Linked DNA regions of Oryzias latipes: region 1 is linked to region 2. A link is a contact called in public Hi-C data. All regions are on one chromosome and are shown on one strand. Each heading gives the region's core, a stretch centred on a gene start, on an enhancer-like site or on the middle of the called end of the contact. The rest is flanking DNA. Distances are from core to core; before and after follow the strand shown.

Evidence for each region. Hi-C and Micro-C count contacts between places; a contact is called where the count stands out from the background.
Region 1: a Hi-C map of fibroblasts shows a contact between it and region 2, with 2.7 times the contacts expected there. The contact joins the promoter of LOC101170142 here to the promoter of rnf217 in region 2. A contact is called at or near these places in 3 of 5 Hi-C or Micro-C datasets (embryo and fibroblasts).

The regions. Positions count from the first base shown.
Region 1 is chr24:15,794,880-15,801,397 of ASM223467v1, forward strand. LOC101170142 reads left to right here and starts at 4,135. Exons shown (of 21, transcript XM_023952777.1): 1 at 4,135-4,306; 2 at 4,731-4,799; 3 at 5,039-5,160; 4 at 5,256-5,316; 5 at 5,401-5,547. The coding sequence starts at 4,739.
Region 2 is chr24:15,659,684-15,666,670 of ASM223467v1, forward strand. It overlaps rnf217 (probable E3 ubiquitin-protein ligase RNF217), which reads right to left and starts at 2,074. Exons shown (of 7, transcript XM_004083852.4): 1 at 911-2,074. The coding sequence starts at 1,849. It overlaps nkain2 (sodium/potassium-transporting ATPase subunit beta-1-interacting protein 2), which reads right to left. Exons shown (of 8, transcript XM_004083732.4): 8 at 4,421-6,987.

The DNA of each region.
Region 1 (6,518 bases), core at 2,885-5,384, 140 kb after region 2:
AGTTGCACATGTCAGCCCAAAATCTGAATTCTGTCTGTTACCTGACACTCAGCTTTTCTCTCCCAACAGCAGGCTAATGACTGGCTCCTCTGGCATTTGGTAACATCATCAGCACTTTCAATTTAAAATAAATAAATAAAAATTGCCATTAGTGACCAAAAACTCACACTGAATCCTAAAATTTTCATAAATTTGTCATAATTTACACAGAAAAAGATGAGAAGAAACCTAATATGTTTTAGAGGGATTAATAGAAAGGAAGGGATCTGAATAACAACAACACGATTAAACTATTTTGTCAGCCCATCAAAATGAAAGAATGACTAAAACATTTTTAAAAGGAGCGGTGGAGTGGGACCAAAAAACAGGAAGTTCAAAGATCTGTTTTGACACCAAAATATGTGATTCATAGAAGCTTGAAAATATGACTTTAGGAAAAATAACAGCACAGAGAGCTCTTATGCAAATGATTTTCTTTGAAGAAAATATTTAAAGATTGAAATCCTAACATTATTTCTCAATGTCAACAAGTCTCGGGGGTCTACTTTCAATTAACTGATGACTCATTTAAATCATTAGGCGTCCCTGATTGGGAACTCTTCCCTACAGAGAATCCCGACTCCCAAGGCTCCACTTTCTCATTTTGTGCACTCAAAAATATCAGGCTGACTTTTATGATACTTGGAAAGGAGGTGACGCATGGCCAAACTCAAGGCTTATTTCATTTAGCTGTAGATGGAAATAATTTTTTATGAAAATTGAGGTAAGGCTTTTAGAGAACAAAATTATGAAGAGGCTGGAACTGTTTAAACTGAATGTAAGCCAAATTTAAAGACCCTCTGTGAATGAAAATTGAGTTTCTGGTGTTCTTAACATGTTCTTGTGTAATTTTTCTGATGATGGAGGACATATGTAAAGAAAATTTAGCTTAAAATTGCATATCTGAGTATTTCTTCATTCAAATAGTTGTGAATCAGGAGCAGACAAAAAAAATGCTGTTTGAAAAAGATCGAATTTGTGACGTAGAAAATATGCTGGGCGAATCACAAACGACCTACATTCCACTCTGCAACAGAGAGGGGAAGAGGGGTGGGGTTGCTCTGCACCAGTAGTCCCACCCACAACTCAGAGGTGAAATTTTAATGAACTCCTGCTGCTCTGCTGAAACTGACACAAGTTTTTTTTTACATTTTGGTTAAAAATGGCATAATCATAATTAAAAGACCACTGGGAACGCTTTCAAAATAAATCAAAAGAGGCATTTGTCCATCAAAATGCAATGTGTCTAAATCCCCACATCCACATTGATTACATTCAAACTCTACTCTAATATATGCTGAAACAGGGATGACAGGAAAACATAAGAGCAGGTTGTGTTTATCTAAAAGCACAAATGTGCAGCAGCACATCACGGGATAACCATCTTTGTATTGTCACTTCATAAATCAATGAAAAAAGCTGATCACTGATGAATTTGCCGTCTCACCACTTTCAGCAATGCCATTAACAAACCAATCTTTGTAGCTCAAGAATCAATATTTCCATCTTTTCTTGCTCCATCTGGAAGCTAAAAAAACGATGGGGAGTGACAGGAGGATGAAGAGGCATGATATAACTTCCAAAGTTAGTTTTTGTCTAGGCCTGAGCACGCTCCACAAACACAGGATCTTCCCATCCTGGGCACCGTACTGTCACCTGACCACAAATGAGGTCCAGAAAAGGTCATCTCTGTTTTTCTTGTGCTGCATTATTTGCGTCCCCATTCCACTTCAAGTCAAAGGATAGGGAGCCCTGCTTTATAACAAGCAAAGAAATAAGAAGAAGAAAGATAGAAAAAAAGGAATGTCTCCCATTTATTCAGACAAATTCAAGCAATCTCGTTTTCTAATAAAGCTGTCATATTTGCATCGGGTGACTTACACTCACCATTGTTTTAATTTAGTTCCTGTCAAACCTTTTGATTTATGAATGCATTATAATTGAGAGCAACATCTACGACAGTTAGCAAGTGTGTGTATATGAAATCTACAGAGCCTTTTAACTGAATCCCTCTATGATAAAAACATAGCAGTTAGCGATAGTTGTGATGTAAAGAGGAATGGATCAATGGGAATTTTTTTATTGGTTTCCATTTTTGGAGATGCCTCTAATCTGTCCCTTGAAGGCTGTCAACATGCGTGTTTTGTTTTCCATCTTTGTCATGTTTATTCTGAATGTTAAAGGTCAACATCCTCTCTTTTTTAAGCTGTTAAAATAAGAAGAGGGGATTTCCTTCTGCAGCTGTCCTAACAATCTTTTTTTCTGTTTTTTCTATAGTTTGACTCCCTTTTGCAAAAAGACTCACTGCTATTGTATAAATAATAAAATATCTAACTTAAATGTGTAAAGTCTAAATTATAACACTTTCAAATTATTTTTAACTCAGATTTTATTGCAAAATGACCCAAAACATTACCATCAGGCTACAAAACTGCCTAAATGCTCCTGTGAAGAATACACAAAAACAGAACAGTTATGAAAAGGAAATGTCAAAGGTTTTCTGAAAAGATTCCCACATTGCAAAACATGGAAATACAACTACATTTCTTACAACTGAGAGTCCGCCTGATGGTGCATATGTGACCAACAGTTGGTGAAAAAAACAAACCATGGCACCATGACAGTGAAAAAGACCTTCAACTTGGAAACAAAAAAAGTGGGAGGAAGAAAAATCAGAGAAAAATAGGCCACATTAAATACATGGATTTATCTTAAAAAAGATAAGGGACTTTAAAAGTGAAAAGAAAACAGAAATACATGGAAAAAGTAAGCTGAGCCTTAATTCACCAAAGCCTGAGTGTCCTTTTGTGTCCTGGAGTCATTTTTTAAGGAACTTTGCAATGAAGCAGATCTGTTCACCCTATTGATTTTTGTTGAGATTGCTTGATCTGACAACCTGATCAGCAAAACTTTTGTTTACTTTTATCCATTATCACACAATGAGCTGTAATGAAAAGTAGCCTTTAAGCTTTGAACCTACAGGAGATGCTTTTTTCTCTTAAAGATTTTCCATTAAATCCTATTGATTAGAGTCCACACAGCTTTAGCCTTTGCTCTATTTTTGACCTTTTCATAAAGCTGGAGCTGTAGACTTGGTGAGTCAAACCGCAAGGTTAGATACTTGTAGAAAGCTGGACATCACTTTTTTTTTATATTCTCTTACTTTTCTTGCTACTAGATGACTCCTTAATAGATTGTGTTTTATCACACACCTCTGAAATCACCTTGATGTTTGTAATCCAGTCCAACAAGGAGGATCAAGATGTCAGTTTGAATTAACCGTTGGCTCCGTCTCAAAATTCTCAGAAGCCCTGGCTGGCCTCCAGAAGTGGCCCGAAGCCAGATCGGCTACTGAACTTCTCTATTAAAGTTTCTGCATTTACTGGAAGCATCCCAAAGACTTCTGGTACCTGATTACCATCTTCTGGCCAAAGCTGGGCACTACTCCAACGGAATATAATGATACCAGGAATGCATTCACTCATTAAAGTCCAACAGACTGAACTGTCACACACTTCATCTGCACACTGAAATATTTATCATTGTTTTTGTGTTCTCTCGGAGGTGCCACTGAAAACACCCCCTAGATACAAATCAAAGGGATCTCAGCTGATGTTCAGCTGTTGCAGTAGGAGTCTTTGAATGTTTTCGCTGAGAGTGTTGTTACCCTCAGACGCATACACATGAAACTCGGCTTTCTTCCTCCATCAAAGGCTCAGCGAGGGAGACTGAGCTGAGCCACAGGGAGCTGTCTTTCTCCTGCAGAAAGTCTGACATAGGAGAAGAACACTTCTGTCTGCAGACAGGCTGAGAGGAAGTTCGCTTTCACACAGCTTTGCACACAGAGCTGCTTCATGTTTTGGGACTAAGCAGTTTGCTGTTCTTGGTTTCAGGGTATGTTTTTTCTCCCCCTTCATTTATCCCCTTTTTTTTGTAAATTGGAAAACTCTGCTTTTCTGGGTTGAAAAAATAACTATTAGTCCAGATGTTGCAACCTTTAGTATTCTGTTTCAACCAGAGTGTTCACATTGTAACGGTAGATGCCAGAGTGAGTCTGACAGTGGTGCAAGTGAGTCAGAACCTGAACGGTGCTGCACCCTGCTGGCTTTGCAGGGGGAACATGCCGTGCTGTTTCTGGCTGAACTCTGAAACTGAGGGGCCGCAAGCTACTTATAGCTTTAGCTGCGGAGCTGGGGGTCCCAGCGTGAAGGTCATAACAAGCCCACAGAAGCAACAAGGCAAACTCTGGTCAGTGTTCCTGTTTAAGGCAAGTTTCTCCTCTTTTGAGCTGTGAAAAATGTCATTACTTTTAGTGCTCAGTACAAAGACCTACTGTTTGTGCAGCTTTACAGGCTTGAAGATGTCCTTTACTTTCATTTTGCATGAAGCACAACTGCATAGTAGCAGACATAAACTGTAAAATGTCTTTAAAAATTAAAAATAAGATGTTTTTGCAACAAATACCCTTACAGATGAACAAATAATAAAAACATTTATCATGAAACCACTAAGTACTTGTAAGCAATGCATAAAATGACTGACGACTAATTTGAATTATAGAAATTATTTTCAGTTGTTTACATTGTGAAGGCTTCACTGTGTTTTAAAGACTTTTGTGACACCGGAGCATTTTTGAATTAGAAATATGTACATATACCTGACTATTAATTTTATTATTGTCTTTTCTTTAGGAAAAGTCATGTTTGTTTTACTCAGGAAAATAAGGCGGGCAAGTGAAACAGCTGCCTCTGTCCTACAAAGTAGGTGACCGATTCCCAATGTGTGAAATAACTGCAAAAATAGCTTCTGCCGTCAATCTATTCGTTTCAGCTCTTTTTAATCAAAGATAAACAGAAAAGCTCAAAAAGTAATGCTGTGACTAAATTCATTTGTTAGTTTTTTTACTTTTAAGGATAAAAACTATTACAAATTTTAGTATGAACAGAGAAATGCTATTTGTTACGCAGAAATTCTTTTGCTAACTCCGCTGCTTCACCAGGAGCAGATTTCTGCAGCGATTCAGAAATCCGCTCACTGACCAGAGAAGACCTGCATGAGCTGTTTCCTGGAGCAGAGAATCTGAAGCTGAGGAGGACAATCTTCAGGATAATACACAAAAAGGTGAGCAAAAGAGATCTGGAACTGCACCGGAGGCCTCAAATGATTCATCCGTATCATTATTTCAGTTTTGATTGAATTCTCTTTATTCTGCTCAGAAACCACTCAACAGTCTTCTGAGGGAACTCAAAAGTTTAATTTCGCATACTACTTTAAATGGTAATATTTTTCTCTAAACACACAGTTTTAAAATATCTGTGATTATCTGTTATTCTAACTATATGCCTCGTGTTTTTTTTCCAGCTGCACCATCTAAAAACACGGTTTTGACTGACTACCTCCATGTCCTGAGGAATCTGCAGACTCAACTAAATCATGTTCAGAGTTTTCTGGAAGCTCATATTGGTCTGCTGGAGGACATCAGAAAAACTCAGGTGGAGCAGGAACAAGGTGCTATAGGATTTAAATGCAACACTCACATCATGATGGTCCCGCTTCCGTGCTTGGGTGTTTGCTGCAGCAATAGTGTTGAGAGAAAAGATAAATGCTTCAATAAATGATGAGTCCTTCATCAGTTTTAGCTGATGCTGATAGCCTTTTTTAACAATTGGAGAACGTGAAAGCGTTATACAACGCCACCAGCATCTGGCAATATTAAGAAGAAGCAGGTCTAAGAGGGAGGAGCTTAACTGAATTGCTGGGAAGGCGCTCGTCGTAACAGACTTGGAGGTTATCTTTTTACCAATAGACAAGCATAGAAACATCCAGCTGCTGGTTGTTGATGGAACAGATGTTACATTTCCCAATAGTAAGAGTTTCATTAACATTCTGGCTCAGCAAATTCTGCTCTGTTGTTTTATTGGTTGAAGTTCGCTTGTTAGGGGTGGTGATAGATTATACGTTCACCACATCAGCTGGTGAGAGCCTTTTCTTTTTTTTTTTGCCCCAAACAAATTTTAACCGTGACTTTATAGATGAGTTTGTCAGGTTACACCAGATGTCAGGTTACACCAGATGCATCACAACTGCAGGGTATTCCATATCATCGCAGATCTCTTTGTTTGTTTCAATTCATTTCCACTAGTTGAAATGATGCATTATAGCAGAGATTAATGACTGAAAATGTTTACGGAAAAAGCAAAACATAAAGAGAGTTCATGGCAGGCTTTTGTAAAACATAAATAAAATGCAGATTATCCAGAATATTTTTAAAAATACAGCCATTATGTTTTTATATTGAGGTAAAATGCAAAAAGAAATACAGTAACATAGTTGTATTTATTTAATTATTTATTTTCAAAAGCATTGCTTGTCACTTTATGAAATTTATGTCACAATAACTGAGGAATGAACTTGGAAAATGTTGAAATTTTAGAGTGAATTTTTTGCATTAGTAGTAACTCTAGCAGTAACTCTCTTCA
Region 2 (6,987 bases), core at 824-3,323:
CTGTCAATCAAACATTTTGAACATTCAACATGGAGGCCAGCAGGCACCACCTACCTTATTTTTTGGAGTATACATCGCTGTTTTTTTTGCATGGTTTTTTAACTTACAGTATATGTGGTTTTTAAAAAACAATTGCTAGAGGGCTCTGTGGGCGTGTCTTGGTATTAACTGACAGAAACGCCGCTCAGTCTCACGCCGAGCGTTCCAAAGCGACACAGAGGATGAAAAATTCAATGGAGTTTGACATTTAATGCGTTTAGTTGACTTGTTAGCATGTTTTGCTATGCTTATCTGTTTTTTTCTTTTTTATCATGGATTTTCAGCTGCTTTGACTTGTAGTCCAAAGCAACTTGTAGTCGGAAAATTACTGTTCTTTTATTGAGACATCTGATCGGTCAGTTTATACCTTGAATAACGTGAACTACAGAAAAAAATATTATGAAAAAGGTTAGGATTAGCAAGAGCCGGTGGGTAATTCCTTGCAGGAGTCCAGTTACACAGTCATGGATTTTTTCTTGTTTTCTGCTGTCAATCCTTCAATTATTGTAGCAACAATACAAGAATTGTATTGTATAAGAATTGCTGAACAATTACTTTTGTTTTAGCCAACTATCTCATAAACTATTGTTACATAAAGCATTCCTGCCAGATCTTTTTGTTTGTTTGTTTTGGAGCCATGACGTAGAATCTCAGAAAAAATACCCATCACAAGACAGAACCTGCAGGTATTGGCCTAAAATATTCTTATATGACATAAAGTTTTAGTTTCTTAAGTGAAGTGGTGTTCTGCTGAGTGGATGACACATATTCCATAACTTAAGAACAGACAGACGTAATGGGGACAATGGGAAATGTGCTGCAGAGCACCATCCATGCAAACAGCTGTGCACACCTGCGCTGTCCCACCAACCTGGGAGCTGACGTAGAGCTTCAGACACGCGTCACACACGGCCTTCCCGCAGCAAGGCAGGGAAGCGATAGATTTCTCCTCCAGACACACCCGGCAATTCTGCATCAACGTGCCCGCCTCGACCTGCTCCCTGTACAGCCACTGGGAGATGTCCTCGAACGGGTCCACCAGGTCGTCCAGCGAGTAGAGCTCCGGCTCCGGGCTCGGGCTGGCCACCTGTCCCGTTTCCAGGTCAATCTGCGTGGCGTCACCGCGGCGGTCCGTGCTTTCAGCGCGTGCTTGATGACGGTCGTTCTCGATGCAGTAAACAGTGCAGTAGACGTGCTCTTTGGCCTTAAAGGGCTCCCCTGAAGAAGTGACTGCGTTGCTGCCGCTGTCGCATGCATGCTGGCACTCCGCTGTCACACTCTCAACTCTCCGCACAATAGAAGTCAAGTCGCTCGAGGTCTGTTCGTTTTTAGAGCCAGGTTGTCTCGTTTCCCCGTCTGAGTTTTTACACTCCTCATTTTCAGCTCCACTCTCAGCTGTAATGTCGGTTTTCGCGCTTCCTTGTTCGGCGTCGCGCTGCATCCGACTGTGTGCACCTAGAAGGGCCGGACGTTGTTTAAAATCCCCCAAATTCCTCCTCGGTATTTCGACAGCGCTCGCCCTCCTCCTCGCTCTTCCTACGCCGTTGCAGTTGTTGTTGTTGTTGCCCTCCGTATCCTTCACCTCTCTGCGGCTCCTCTCCTCCGGGTCCCCGTCGTCCTCATCGAGACACAACCGGGAGCTTGACCTACTGACTCGGACGCTCGACGACCTCACCTGCCGCTTAACTTTGACGTCCCTAAAGGAAGTTTCTGTTGGTAAGTTGCGGGACAATTTCTTCCTCGCGTCGTCATAACCGCTGATAAACCTCGGCATGGTACAAGCTCGAGCAACCGGTGAGTCATCTTCCATCCCCTATGTGGCTCTCCCCATGCGCGAGCGGGTCTGCCCTGGGCGGACCTCTCACTGCTCGCCTGCCGTCAACCCAACTCCCGCAACCAAAACAAAACAAAATACACAGCCACTTCCGGGTGTTGACGTAAGCAAACGGGAGAGCTGTGATAGGACGACGGGGGATGCCCCTCCCCTTCCCCCATCAGCGCTACAAACCTAACATTATTTTTAGCTTAAATAATTACATTTTGGGTGTCAAAGATGAGTAAATACAAGTATATAAAAAGTATTCAAGCATAAATGTCAGAATAAAATTTTTTTTAGGTAAATTTGTGCATTGTTTCTTTTTCCTTTTTCCTGATTCCTGTTGAAATTATCTGGACCAAACTGGATGTTGTGGAATACAATGTATTATAACAACTATATTAATTATATTTTCTTTCTTTATGAATCATTTGACATTTTTGTCCTTTTTGCTGTTTCTGCATAACATCCTTACACAACTAAATTTGTAAACTGGAGCTGTTCAAATAAACCTAATGGAAATCATATCAGGCAATACATCTGCTGGTCAATCTATTACCCAGTACACGAGTAGTTCTTTCACTTGTTAATTTTATACTTAATTAGGACAACTTTAATTAATTTGATTTTAAAGTAAGGCTAATCTTACTTGAAAAAAACGTATAAATGTTTGGCTTCAGAGGATTTTGCAACCGAATGGGCAGTCAAATTCAGAGGAGTTCATTGAAAATGCAATCACTTTCCAAACTGGTTTTTCAACAGTGAGAGTGTAATGTTAATCCACTGTTTAGATTCCTTTCATCCTGATCTGTGTTTCCATAGTAACCGAAGCTTGGACCAGCTCCAGATTCCTGACTGAATTAGGATTTACGAGTGTCTCATTAGGTCAGCTTTGGCGGCTCAGGTTTCATGATAGGAAAACAGGGCAGGTTGACCCCTAACAGCTTTTTTCCTCCTTCCTTACTCCAAAAACAAATTAAGCAAAACTTTTAGTCTCTTATATCTTAAATGCTCAGCAAGTGTCAGCTTTTTGATTTTGATAATACTTTTTAAAGTCATCCTATGTAAAATAATATTTTATAAGCAACAAGCACAAATCTCTCACATAAAAAAAACGCTTAAAAGTTTAGCCTTATAACTTTTCTGCAGTTTGAATTCATGTGTTGTTATTTAAAATGATCAACATAAACTGTTTAGAAGTACATTTACAGGAAATATTTTTTTGTCAGATGTTAGTCTAAACCAGGGGTCTCCAACCTTAGGCTCTGGAGCCACATGCAGCTCCTTTATCCCTCTATTGTGGTTCTTTGGCTTTGAGGAAAAATCTGGACGGTATTTAAAATAATAATAATAGTTTTGGTTAGTTTGTTTTAGTTAATTAAATGTAGTCATTTATATACAGATTTTTAACATGCCGTAAAACAGAAAATAACGACGGTAAAAGGTTTAATCCGACTATGAGAGTGGTTGACTATTAAAATAGGCTTAACACACTTTCTGACCTTCTGCTCCACATCAGTGTCTAGTTGCTGTTTAGAGGCAGAGTTTTTAAACTATAAAATGGCATTTACATATTTAAATTTTATATATAAAAAAAGGTATACTACACCAACGTTGTCATGCTTACATTTGAGGAGAAAAAGGATGACATTGCGTCAAAGTTATAATAGTAGAAAATGCCATGATTCACTAAACTTTAGTTTTTATTCAAGTAAATCTGCTGCAGCATACAGATTTATTTGACACACAGGATGAATTTTATTTTGAAAGGAACTTGAATGTGCTGCTGTCACTAATAAAAACAAGTTAAAATTCTTAAATATAGAAAGATATCACACTGTTATAATTTAATTATTGTAAATATTTAAAGCCATATTTTATGAATGAATGGCTTAATGGCCTCAAAAACATTTAATAAAGTGTATTTTTCTTGATGGTGTAGTGAGACTTTGTAGATCTCATGGTTTTGCGCAGTAAGAAACTGGCAGAAACCTGGTTGGTCGAAACTGTGTTGGCAAATAAGGATAAAATTTAAATTCACGTCTTCCCATTCTGCTCTTAGAGCAACAAAGCTTACTCGGATTAACATCATTTTTACATCACCAGGCATCACTTGATGCATAGCGGCGGAATTTCTTTGCATCACTCTGGCAACCATTTTATTACCCTTATATTTCCAGCCTTAAATGTTTTTTTTATACTTTTTTCACTCAAAAATATGTCAACTTTGAGTTTAAATTACCTCAAGGATGCAACCATGTGAATTCTAACAACAATTTTCTCCCTCAGCATGTTTGTCACTAATTGGTAAAACATTTTACTCTGACACTTATTGAAATTGCAGCTTTATGTTCACATTTGAGCATTTAAAGATGAAATAAAAATGCCAACAATCTGGATATTGGTGAAACAGAATTCAGACCTCCATTGACCGTAGAAGAAAACTCTATTTAAAAAAAAAATCCCCATTGCCTGGGAAATAAAATTGAAAAGTTCTGTAAACATGCAACTCAGAATTTGTCACTGTAATTAAAAAAAACAAATCAAAAAGAGAAGACAGCAGCCTTTCCACCTTAACTCTACTTTAATCCCAGCTCTCTTCATACAGTCACCTGCAGGAGAAACTATTGTACATAGATGGTTGGCGTCAGCTGTAAACCAAAATTCAGTCACTCCAGAGCTACAGAATTACTGGATATGCTGGCATAAAGTCACATTGATGCATTAACTTACAGTCAGTGCTACACTGATTTGTGATTATTGCAAAACCTGTAAATTGTAGATCACTTCTTTCTTCTTCCTTCAGCTCTATGGGATAAATCTACTGACAACTCAACAGAACCAGGCTCGCCTGTGTCTTCTGGTGGATTGACTGTAAGCTCTGGAGGTGCTCATGTGCAAAACTTCGTACCTTTACTTTAAATAAAAAGTGTAAACAATATCTACAAAAGTTAATTGTTGACCAACCATGACCTAGACAGAAAAACCACAAATAACTTTTTTTTTCTCTAACCACATCATTTACTCACCAAAAAATAAATCCATAAAGAAAATCTGTGAGCAATACTAAGTAGCACTTTACAACTTCAATTGCATTTCAGAGGCTAAGTAGGTCCTGCAAATCATCAGCCCTGTGGTGGTTAATCATCTACACATGTGCAGACCTCTGTGAAGGCAGAGGGTTTGTCTGGAGCTTTAGGTTTAAATCAACACAATAACGACGAGGCGCGTCTAATACAACTGCTGCTATTATCAGTCAGGAAAGGGTCATAAATCCACCACTTTCAAACAATTTGGAGTCCACAGGTGGATATAGTCAGACCTTTTAGGTTAACTTATGCAGATCCAGCAGGTCTCATTCCATATCTTGAAGGCCATGACAGCAGAATTTAAAGCAAGAAAAAGTCTCTGGTGTCTAAGCAGATTATTAAAATCCATCACTTATTGAACAACTAGAGGAGTTTGACTTCAATGCTTTTAGCAGAAACCCAAACACAGCAGGTAAACAGAACCACTTGATACTTATCAGTACCAAGCACGGCAGTGGAAGGGTAATGACGCGGGATTTTCTTGCAGCCACTACAGGACCCAAGTTATGAAAGTTGACTACAAGTTCCCTGCATATTTACATGTCTTCCACTGAGAAATGTGAAGCACAAAAGGTTTCTCAAATTTGCAGAAAGATATAGATCTGAAGAACAGCTGTAAATACACAAGTCGGACCAAAACAGAAGAGAATTAAGGTTTTCTGACCCGTAATTAAAATCCAGACAGCTTTGGTGGGCTGTGCAGAAGCAAATCATATAAAAGAAGCAGAAGGGAATTAAAAACAAAACAAAACAAAGAAACACCACCAAAACCTGCACAAGAGGCTGAGAATACTTCAATTAACCAGCTTTTGAAGGGTGGAGGTACTTTGTATTGCCCACATTTCTTTTTCAAAATTGCTCTATTTTCTGAGCTGTCCAGGTAAAGATGTGCATTTGCTCTTTGCTAGCTGAGAATGGCTCCAGAGCCCCCTTTAACCCTGTACTCAGAATTAAGAATAGATAATGAATGCCTGGATGCTTCCCTTTTGGTTTACCGAGTTAGAAAAAAATGACATTTGTTGTTTTCAATTTGAGGTTGCATTAATGCTTTTAAATCATTTTTGTAACATAAAAAAACTAGACGTAGGAATGAAAGATTAACTACCTGACATATTTTTTAAAAAGGTCGTTTTTAGAGTCAGTTTTACTAAATGGTAAATGTTTGTAAGGGATCAGCACACACCATGGTTTGCTGTACAGGTCCACCAAACCAGAAAACTATCATCCTATCCCTCAATATCACTTGGTTTTATCAATATTTTCTAATGTACCCGTGTTAAAACTGACAGATTCTCTTGTATTAGCACCAGTGAATGTTCAAACTTTGATTAAATAAAAATAAAATAAAGAAAAATCATTTTTTTAGTGCAAATGAAGGTGAAATAATAAACTTTCCAGATTTGAACTTATAGGTAAACTAAATATATTTTCACAGGAGAAGTTTAATTTATTAAAAAGAAACATTTAAAGTCAAGATATAATTTAAAGTTTTGTCCTAAATAACATGCCGTAGACTGTATTGCATCATTTCTCTCACTGTCCTACCCTCTTATTTCAAACACACTGTACAGATAGAGAAAATAAAACCAAGTAGTCCCACTTTTATAGCACACCGCACATAAGTACTCGACTAGAAAAAACAGTAAACACAGCCACATGTGAATAAAAAACATCGAAAAGTTCAAAGTTACATTGAGGGTCTTTTACATTTGCTATTTTTCTACACTCTGCAGACACTTCAGACTGGTATTTATAGAAAAAAAGCACAGCAAAGTTCACATTAAGGATTCTTTGAAGGAAACCAAGGAGCATTCACCAGACAGTTCCCATGTTTACAAAGCTAGTTAGTCACACGCAGCATGAGATTAAATATGCAACAGCTCAGAAAACAACCTCATGCAAGCACACTTAATGTTTTCTCCGGTAAAACCATCGGCGGTGCAACTCCTGAACCCGGTAGAGACGGACACGCGGGATCCGGCATGGAAGTCTGTCCTTTAAGAGTTTCCCTTAATTAAGAGAGAAGGCCTCAAAATTTTTCCT